Linked DNA regions of Mus musculus: region 2 is linked to region 1. Evidence: chromatin contacts called from public HiChIP or PLAC-seq data. All regions are on one chromosome and are shown on one strand. Each heading gives the region's core, a stretch centred on a gene start, on an enhancer-like site or on the middle of the called end of the contact. The rest is flanking DNA. Distances are from core to core; before and after follow the strand shown.

The links. HiChIP or PLAC-seq counts read pairs in DNA pulled down with a chosen protein or histone mark.
Region 2: a FOXA1 HiChIP or PLAC-seq map of pancreatic cancer cells shows a contact between it and region 1. The contact joins the promoter of Ing3 here to the enhancer-like site in region 1. A contact is called at or near these places in 3 of 39 promoter capture datasets (cranial neural crest and liver), 2 of 115 datasets of contacts at active chromatin or transcription factors (pancreatic cancer cells and stem cell-derived neural progenitor cells) and 1 of 9 other capture datasets (adipose tissue).

The regions. Positions count from the first base shown.
Region 1 is chr6:21,766,036-21,771,071 of GRCm38.p6, reverse strand. No RefSeq gene overlaps it. Among named protein-coding and RNA genes, the nearest start is that of Gm30270, 84 kb to the left of the region's middle. Within about 2 kb of position 2,946, at least 28 of the 459 cell types and tissues checked have an H3K27ac peak or open chromatin away from gene starts, as enhancers often do. A contact at or near this core is called in adipose tissue, pancreatic cancer cells and stem cell-derived neural progenitor cells, where this site is marked.
Region 2 is chr6:21,947,562-21,952,805 of GRCm38.p6, reverse strand. Ing3 (inhibitor of growth family, member 3) reads right to left here and starts at 3,191. Exons shown (of 12, transcript NM_023626.4): 1 at 3,013-3,191; 2 at 2,697-2,768; 3 at 577-677. The coding sequence starts at 3,040.

The sequences.
Region 1 (5,036 bases), core at 1,697-4,196:
AGGAGCATGTCTGGGGTGAGGGTGGCTTCCTGTGAGAGCCCAGCCACAGTGGGCACTGTAGACGGGTTTGAAGCCCCCATGCTTTGAGACTTTCTGGAGCTTTCTTATGTTTCCAGATGGGGCGAGGCCTCAGAACTCTGGAGGCAGCACCATGAGCAAGTGAGGGTCCTAGATGCAGCCATAGATGCTGACTCTTTGGAGTTAAAGAAATTGGAGTGTTGGTCTTGTGCCTGCTTCTGTCTCTGTGTCCTCCACCATTGCAGGCATCCCTGTCCCCAGACTGCACCCTCCTCCTTCACTTCTTTACAGGCTCCCACTGGCCAACGTGTCAGTAGCACTGTCCAGCTTAGTACTTGGCATAGCTACTCTCACCATTCAGCTACAGAAAGAAGAGAGACTGAAAAGTCAGAGCCTTAGGTCAGCCCATGGGTGAGGGACAAAAGATACCACACACACACACACACACACACACACACACACACACACACACATCCCTACATACTCACCCTCAAGGGGGCATTATTCTTGTTTCAAGTCTTCCTAGCTAAGGGTCAATGGCCCAAAGCAGAACAGGTTTTATGAGGCTGCCATATGTCCCATGTGGTCTCCATATGTCCCATGTGATCAAGGTCAAAATGGCTCCTCCACCTTAATTTTGGCACTGTGCAAGGGTGGCAATGCGGTGCGTTGCAAAGTATAAAATGAAGTCTACAGACCTCTCTCTTAAAGGATTGAATACAATATTACTAAATTTAGAGGGCACTAAATTATTTTCAAACTCAGGAACTAATATGTAAACTCCATTTCCACTGAAAAGAGACAGGATGCCTTTACTTATTTCAAGTTCCTATTTTTGCTAAGCACATTTGATATAATAAATCACTTCTGTTCATTTATCTTCTCAGTGCTTTCCTTTGTTGTTAATTTAAAAAGGAAAAAGACTTGGACAATCGCTCCATGCTGTAATCTCAACTTCATGGAGGGGAGAGGCTGGAAGATCACTTAAGCCCAAGAGTTCAAGGCAAGCCAGGGCAATGAAGAGAGACTCTTGTTCTCTAGAGGAAAAGAGATGAAGGGAGAGAAAGAATATGGACTTATATAGGATGAAACATCAATAAATCACTTCTTCAGATTTCACTTATGATAACCAAGTAATTGACAAAGCTCTGCATTTTATTTGCTTTTTTTTTTTGATAGCTGCCAAGTTTGCTTGCTTGCATCTCTTTTGATGGATCTCACAGTCATATAACATGCTTATATTATATTGAGCTTGGGGGGGGGGCACCAGTCTTCAAATTATGGGGATTGACTTTTTAAAATAGGTATTTTGATATATTTCCCGATTTAGTGCCCTCTAGAATAGTCACCATAAATTTAGACAATCATCTTCTATATAATACATTTGCTTAATGGGAACAAATGACATTTATAGCCATGGACCACAAAGGCCTCTTATGGTAGCAGTGCACCTGGAATAATAAAACTGCAAGGAACTTTCCAAAGTGCATTTAATGCTATAAAGTTGAGGGAGTTCTCTGTTTGGGAAGAATGGGGGAAATCTGTTAACTATGTCTTTGGGAACCTTTAAAACCTTTTTGGGGGGGGGTAAAAATCACAAGTTTTAAAGTAAAAAAAAAATTAAGAGATTATTTTTAGATTGGTTAACAGGAAATTCAAAACACCCTTGAGACTCTGAGAAGGCAATTAGAGATGATGTCTGTTATAAAGGTTATAAAATCTGAGTTAGAGACACTTGTGGTAACACTAGGAAATATAAATGAAGGAGTGCACAGCTAGCGTGGCCCTCCTGAGCAAGCGGAGGAGAATAGAAGCTGGGGCAGTTCCACCCTGGAAATGGTCCTTGAGCAGAATTGAAGGAGGGGTAGAGCTTACTTAAGCGTTCTGAGAGCCAAGGCTCTGAGATTTCAGTAAACGAACAAGGTTTTGAGGATATGACCTGTGGATCGGTGTGAATGACTGCACAGCACAGCACAGCACACTGGAGCGAACATCCGGGGAACAGAAGTGGGGTGAAACGTGGATTTGAGCCTTCGTTCTGTGGATTCCCAATGCTGAGCTGCTGGAGTGTTTCCAGAAAAGGAAGTGACACATGCATGACTCAGAACTTCCACTATTTTATCCAAGCAACAGGGATGGAGCTCAGGAGAGCAGGTGCCACCATTGTGCCAGTCCCTGAGGACAAGGCATGCTTTAGTGTGGTCTAAGGAAACAGAGGCCTCTAGAGGTTCAACTCTGAGAACTCTGGGTAAAGTGCAGACAGACCTTTCCTGGGCTTGTATAGAGGGAGAAAGATCCTCACCAGGAAAATGGAAGTCAAGGAACAGGGTGCATAAAACAGAGTAGACTACTATTGTGTGAATCTCTGCAAGGGGTTCCGTGATAGAAAAGAAAGGAACCTCAGGAGCTAAAGGGATCTGCGACCCTATAGGTGGAACAACAATATGAACTACCCAGTACCCTGGAGCTCTTGACTCTAGCTGCATATATATCAAAAGATGGCCTAGTCGGTCATCATTGGGAAGAGAGGCCCATTGGTCTAGCAAACTTTATATGCCTCAGTACAGGGGAACAACCAGGGCCAAGAAGTGGGAGTGGGTGGGGGAGCAGGGCAGAGGGAGAGTATAGGGAACATTCGGGATAGCATTTGAAAGGTATATAAAGAAAATATCTAATAAAAATAAATTAAAAATAAATAAAACTACAAAAAAATGGGGGAAAAAAAAAAGAAAAGAAAAGAAGAGAAAAGAAAAGAACCAGTATTTCTACATTTTGTACCTGGTAAGCTGGCAATAGTGTTAACCCAGATAGAAGGCTGGAGGAGAGTGAGTGTGGACGGGTAATTCATTTGCTTTGGGATGTACTGACTCCGGGATGCCCGCAGGACATGCAGGTGGAGAAGTCTACGGGCAGCTGTAAATTCCAGTCTGCCTCTTAGGAGAATACACTGTGCAGCCCGAGAATTTTTATGCGTTGCTCTCCCATTTCAGGAAGTCTGACAGAAAATGGGCTGAGGACCAAATCTCATGAAGAGAATCTTAAACAGGATGCTACAACAGCTTCTCTTTGTCTGAACTCCTATTCCTTCAGACGCGTCAAAGGAGGTAAAGAAATGAGAAATAAATAAGCTACTGAATCTTCCACGACAAGAGAGCCCGCCTCCTTTTAAAAGAAAATACCGCCAGCTGCCATGTTGCTCCAGTCACCCACGTTCTTATCATCCTGGGATTTAAAAGTGCATCTTCCTTTACTGTGAACAGAGTTCTCATCCAAGCATCCCCCCAGAAATGTATACAGAGGAATCTCCCCCATCACCTTGAATGTTCTTTTATTTTCCATTTTCAGATGGTAATTGCAGGCTTCTGTACATTCATGGGAGCCTCAAAAGTGGCAGGCACAGAGTGCCATGTACCAGACACAAATTTCCTCTCTTCTCTATGCCGATTTTTCACTTTGTACGCATCATTAGTTCCATTTTACCAACAAGGAAGAGCAACGCAGACTATTGATCTACGTACCAACGCGGCACTCTGATTCCCTGCTCTACACGTTGTTACCCAGCATCTCTTTTTCATCCTGTGGTTGAGTCTCAGCTTACTCCCCCTTTGAGAAAGCCAGATCCTCATGCATGTGATTCAATATCTCCAGGCACAATTGTCCTTCAAAGTCTCCTTCCTTTGGAGTGACACTTTTATCTATCTAATTGCCTCCCTGCTACTTATCCAGAATAAGTCCAAATCATATGAAGTTTTGACTGATGGCATGCATTGCGCTCTCTCTCTCTCTCTCTCTCTCTCTCTCACCCTCCCTCTCTCTCTCCTGCTGTTCTACTACTAGTACTCTCTCAGGAATGCCTTCTTCACACTTTCTTGTCAATCCTGCAGTCCCCACTCTTAGCCTTAGTCAATATGGTCCTGCCAAATGGCATTAACCCAGAGGGTTCTTATTTTAAAGAAGACAGAGAAGACAGAACTGTGTAACTCAGTAGTGTATGTATCATTTATAACTCACTTTGGGACTTATAACTCAGTCATTAGCTGTCCTAAGATGTGCTCCAATCACAGTGGTTATAAGAAAGCAATGGCTCAGTCCATAGGCTGATGTCTTATGTTAGAGAGTTCAGAATACTAACTGGCTAAATGGCCGGGCGTGGTGGCACACGCCTTTAATCCCAGCACTCGGGAGGCAGAGGCAGGTGGATTCCTGAGTTCAAGGCCAGCCTGGTCTAAAAAGTGAGTTCCAGGACAGCCAGAGCTACACAGAGAAACCCTGTCTCGAAAAACAAACAAACAAACAAACAAACAAACAAGAACAAAAAGCCGGGCATGGTGGCGCACGCCTTTAATCCCAGCACTCGGGAGGCAGGGGCAGGTGGATTTCTGAGTTCGAGGCCAGCCTGGTCTACAGAGTGAGTTCCAGGACAGCCAGGGCTATACAGAGAAACCCTGTCTCGAAAAACCAAAAAAACAAAACAAAACAAAACAAAACAAAACAAAACAAAACAAAAAACCCAAAAACCTAACTGGCTAAATGAAATAGAAGGAGTTTATATTTGAGGAAGTACATGCGTAAATAGTCCCAAGAGCATCAGCCTGATGGTCCTCTCTTCTGCCAGCTTTCTCAGCCTACACTGTCATGTTCCAGGAAGCACTTCCAGTCTTCCGGCCCATGTGTAAGAGAGGCTGGCAAATAGTCTTCAACCTGTACAACCATGCGTGCAGCTAAGGGAAATTGTATGATCAGTCTTCAGCATCTACAGAATAAAGGCTTCTCTTTGTAACTGTTTTACAAAGTGAATACTTTCTATTGGCAGGGACAGATGTGATCCATTGTACCATACCATGTATCCTAGTTCTTCTTGACTTCGGTTACATCACAGATTTCTTTTTTGATATTCTTTATGTTTGCTTGTGAGTCACAGCCCAGCAGCTGATTCTTCATGAAATGTTTTTTGTCCTGATTACTGCAAACCCTCTCTAAGTTCCCAATTTATTTGTTACTCTTCGTCTTTGGATTCT
Region 2 (5,244 bases), core at 1,942-4,441, 180 kb before region 1:
ATGTTTCTGTATATCCCTGAAAACTTTATATGAAGGTTAGGCGTAAGGACTTATTCTTCCTCATGTTAAAAGACTTGACCCAGGTCACACAGCTACATGGCAGTGAGGACCAAAGCCAAATCTTTGAAAGTTGTGTTCCTAGACACCACTAAAGAAAGACACCAGATCCCACACACACACAGCACTAGTGAGCTTATCTAATCTGTAATCTAATCTGCAGGACAGCCTTAAGGCCCGCAGCACTAGCTAAAATAAACTTCAGCAAGAATTACAGGAAGCTCTAAACCAGTGCTTCTCTACCTTCCCAATATTGTGACCCTTTAACAAAGGTCCTCATGCTGTGGTGAGCCTCGGCCATGAGATTATTTCTGAATCGTAATGTGTTTTCCGATGGCTTTTGGTGACCCTGTGAAAAGGTCATCTGCCCCTTGAGTTGAACTGCTGGTCTAGAATATACCAAGTGCCCCCAAGTCCCTCATAAGTGCCCTCACTCCATATCCAGGTATCTACGTAATGTTACTATCTCTCCTAGAGGGTCCCAATGTGACTGCCAATTATCCAAGGCATCACACTTACTTTTTTGATGGATGCCATCTGTTCTTCTCGCCACTCGGGTTTATTCTTCTTTGCATTCATAAAGAACTCACTGACTCTTTGTTCTAGTTGATCCATTGCATCTGACACAATAAAACATTTCATACTTAGCCGACCAAACTGCTTTGATTTGAGGAAAAAAAAAAGACATCTGACAACTCTGTTTTAGCTTATACACATTTTGTACTATAAGCAGTGGTGCCTTCATTACATTAGTTTTTAAAAAGCTGAAATATTCTGTACTGACTTTGCTATTTCAAAACATTTTCCAGTAATCAAGGTAGAGTGAATTGTACAGACAAGGATCTACGCCACAACCCGCACTGAAATCAAAGTTAATGGCATTAAGTCAGCTGGTTACGGCAATCAGAGCTGCTTACTAACAGTACTCCTGGGACGGTCTCATACTTCTTTTAATAAAAATAGTGATGACAGAGTCAACACTTGCTCCATAGCACCAAGCACCTCATCACGTCCTCTCACAGGAAGGGATAATATATGTGACCGTTGCTCACCATTTATTCACTCAACACACATGCTATTTACTCTATGTAAGGCTTCGCCAAAGCCCAGGTCAAAAATAATGACCTCAGTGGATGGCTGCTAAAAAAATAAATAAAAGGGGTTTTGTTGTGATGGAAATGGAGAAAAAATTGCCCACTATATTTATCATTTAAGCAACTTCAGAGCAGGATGGCTTTTTACAAAAGATGCTGAGATGCTCTAGTTAATCTTCATTTTTAAAACACAATTTACTTTCAGCTACTTGCTGACCTTAGACATGCTGATACTTTTAATGCCTACTCACTTTGTTTCCGAAAACTCCAGGATTACAAAGTAAGTAAACTTGAAAGCACTGTCATATGAATAGATTAAATCCAAACTATCCCAGAATTTTAAAAAAATTGAATGATTGACAATGTTTTAAATTATCCTTTATTCTAAACCTATTTGTAATGGGCATTATACATCCTAATTATCTGTATTAGTTTAAATCCTCAGAAGACTGTCAGTTTTTAAAAAAAAAAAAAAAAAGCAAACAAGCCCCCCAGGCAGCAAGGCTGGAGTTGTCCTAGTCGTCCTGTCCAAGAGTGAACCCAAATCTGTCTGCCACCAAACTCTACTCAATCCCTCTGGAATGTGCTTCGGCAGGTGTTTACTACTGCAACTACCTTAAAGTCAAAGAGAAAAAGCACACCTATTCCAGTCACAGATTTATGAGAGGCTATTGGGCAATGCACCCCAAGAGATGACCCAGAGACTGAGATGAGAAAAGTACAGTCAGGGACAAAAGGTACAGAAATGAGGGGCAGGGGCGGCAGAGGCTCATGAATGAAGAGAACAAGCCCTTAGCAAACTCAAGTTACCTTTGAGCCTCTTCCAGTCTGGCTTTTTCAAAAGAACAAGGTTCATTTTGGAAATAAGTCACATATAAAGCTGCCAAGCACTGACAGAAAAAAAAATCAATGCTAGCAATGCCTGAAAAGCCAAGCACTAGGCAGACAGAAGCAGGAAGATGAGGAGATTAGAGCAAGCCTAGGATTATTATACATATTGAGTGTGAGACCAGCCTGAATGACGTGGTTGTGTTTACAAAACAAGAAACCAGTAGGGAAGCCTATCAAACGTCTACAGTTTTCTAAAGAGCAAGCGGGTGATTTCCTTAAAATCTGATCTCTCTCACTCATTTCTGGCTGAGAAAGTGTCCACGCTGTTCACAGCTCTAAGTGTCTTCCATTAATATGCAACTTGTCAAAGTTCGGCCTTCCGAGTTCACTAGGGTCCCTAGCCTGCCCTTCTATGTCTTTGCTCTGGAGAAATTCGGAATGTAATGAACTTTTAAGTCTGAATGCAGAACTCCAAGTTTCCACATCCAGGCTCGGGTGCAAACCTTCTGAAAATCACGCGAGTTTCCACTGCGGTGCAGTGTCGTCATCTCCATGCAGTACACAAACAACTGTGTTTGCTGTGCCCCGCGTGTTAACGGTACGGTGTGCCCGCCGCCTCCTTGTCACAGCCTGAAAAAAGTAGCGCGGAGGACCCGCCAGGCGATGCCCGAGGGAGGCCGGGGCTGCGCGGGGCCGTGGAGACGCGCCACTTACTCTGCACCTGCAGATCCATCTCGCGCATCTCCGTGAAGCGGTCCCGTAGGTCCATCGGAAGCTGCTCAATCACTGTCAAAGGCACAGTCCGTCAGAGGGCGGGGCCAACGGCGAAGGGACGCGCTGGCGTCACGCGTGTGTGCGTGCGTGCGTGCGTGCGTACGGGAGGGGGGGCGGCTCACAACGAGGCTGCCAGTTACCGTGAGAAAGAAACATCCCCCGCTCCCCCTCCCTCCCGCCATCCCGCCCGCCCGGCCACTCGCGCTCCCGCCCGCCGCCGATCCCGCCCGCCGCGTCGCCGGCGCCGCGCACTCACTTTCCAAATAGTCCTCTAGGTACAACATCGCGGCCCTGACTGTTGCGGGGACGAACGGGTCCAGGGGTTTATTTGTGTCACTCGCTGTCGCCGGAGTTTTGTCCCTTCCAATATGGCGCCTCCGCTAGCAGCACCCGCTCGACTCCGGCAAAGGAAAAAAAAAAAAAAAAAAGCAAAGGAAAAAAAAAAAGGCTCCACTTTGGCGCCTGACGGCGCTTGCCTCACTGCCGCCCGCCGTTGCTATTGGCTGTCTGCAGCGATGACGTCAACCGGCCGGTGCGGATCTCCGCGGTATTCTGGGAAATGTAGTCTTCTTTTTCCCCGAGCGTGGCCATTAGTGAGGGTGTCTCTTGGAGTGGCAACTACAGAAACCACACGCCTGCGCGAAACGGGCACGCCAGAATCCGAAATGCGGTGCCTCTGTTTATTTGTTGATTTCTTACATGGGGGATGACGGGAGTTGTATGCGCCTGCCTGACACAACTAGGAACAACTTTTCACCTGTTCTGGGCGGTGATTCTAAGCCCGCCGTTTGTGAGTCATGGATTTCTGGCTGTGCTAGGCAAATAGCAAAGATTCCAAACGCTAGAATAATCGGCTAAGTTCGGAAAATTCAGGTTGTTTAGAACAGAACTCGCTGCTGGAATTTATCTTCATTATTCACTCCTGATAAATAAATGGGACAAGTGATTGGTGTCCCTGCAACGTTAAGATAATTTATAGTGAGACTGGAGCGAATGTGCATTTCCCAAATTAAAAGACACCCAAAATAGTATTCAGTAGCCAGTTATGTTTTGCGGTGTATCTTGTGTTCATTGTAAAACAACTGTTCAAATGCATCCGCAATAAAGTAAATAAATAGATGAATAAATAACAACCAACCATAAATTATAGTGATTTAATGCATTGCTGGCATATACTAACAATGATTTAAATTTATGTTGGGTAAGTAGCTGGGTTAATGTTTATAGTTCTGGGCAGGCTTTTTTAATAACCCTAGCAAATGTTCACTGGTGGTATAACAAGTGTATCACCGCCCCGTTTCTATCTTAAAAATGCCTTTCATAAAAATTCGTACACTAAATGCTTCTGTGTTTTGGGGAAAATGATCCCTTCTTAGACTATCTGGTGGATTATAACACCACACACCTGTAATCCCCTAAGTGGGAGAATTGAGACAGGAGGATTAGGAGTGTGAGCTTTGGCAACATAGGCAATTAGAAGCCAACCCAGATTATGGAAGACCCTTTCTCATACAAAAGAAAATAAATCAGTATGACACATTTTATTCACTACTCAATATTTTTATGTTACAATTTTATTTACAATGACATACTTGTATTCTCTTTTGTCTTCTTTTAAAGCCATTTTCTTATTACTTGAATGTTAAATATATTTAGTCTACACCTGTTTAATTTAAATTTTGTACTAAAACTATTTATCTGTTTGTGCTCTTTGTTCAAAAGCAGCCACGTTTGTTTACAGTGCCTAATTTCATCTGTGTTGGGGTTTTTAACTCTGAATTCACTTTTCCAGGGTTATAAATATAGAGAAATTTCACTGCTGGAGTTAAAATCGAGTTTTGCTAGAGAATATTAGCATTTGACTCTGCAACTTTGCTGCAAGACACCATCAAACTTAGGGTCAAATTAAGTTATGTAGTTGAGGTTTATTCTATTGCACCGATAGATTGAATTGGAACCTGTAATGAAAATACTTCATTATATACTCTCAAGGGAGACTTTTTCTTCCTTATTGGCCTCTTAAGTCCAAGACAAGCATGTTTTCTTAGTGGCCTCTTATATGAAAAGAGTTTATTGCTCACCTACTCTTACATAGGGACTATTCCTCTTGGGATCCTGTCTTCTATTAGACTCCTCCTTGAGAACTGATTTTTGACGTTGTCTTCTTACAGTGGCTGGATGCATAGCTGTTCAAGCAGGAATTCTACATGGCCAAGATTTGATTGATAGTCTCTGAACTAAAGCTGACTTCGTTCCCAGCTTACCTCAAACGTGCTCATTTCCTTTGCTCATTCCTTCTGTATCCATTCTGAGAATTTCTATATGTCCTAGTAGAATATCAGTTCATTTGAATCCATTTGTTTATTTGAGATGGGATCCTGGGTAGCCCAAGCTGACCTCCAATTCACTATTGTAATCCAAGCTAATCTTGAACTTTTAACCTTCCTGCTTGCACCTTCAAAATGTTGACTTTGCAGGCTTGCACCAC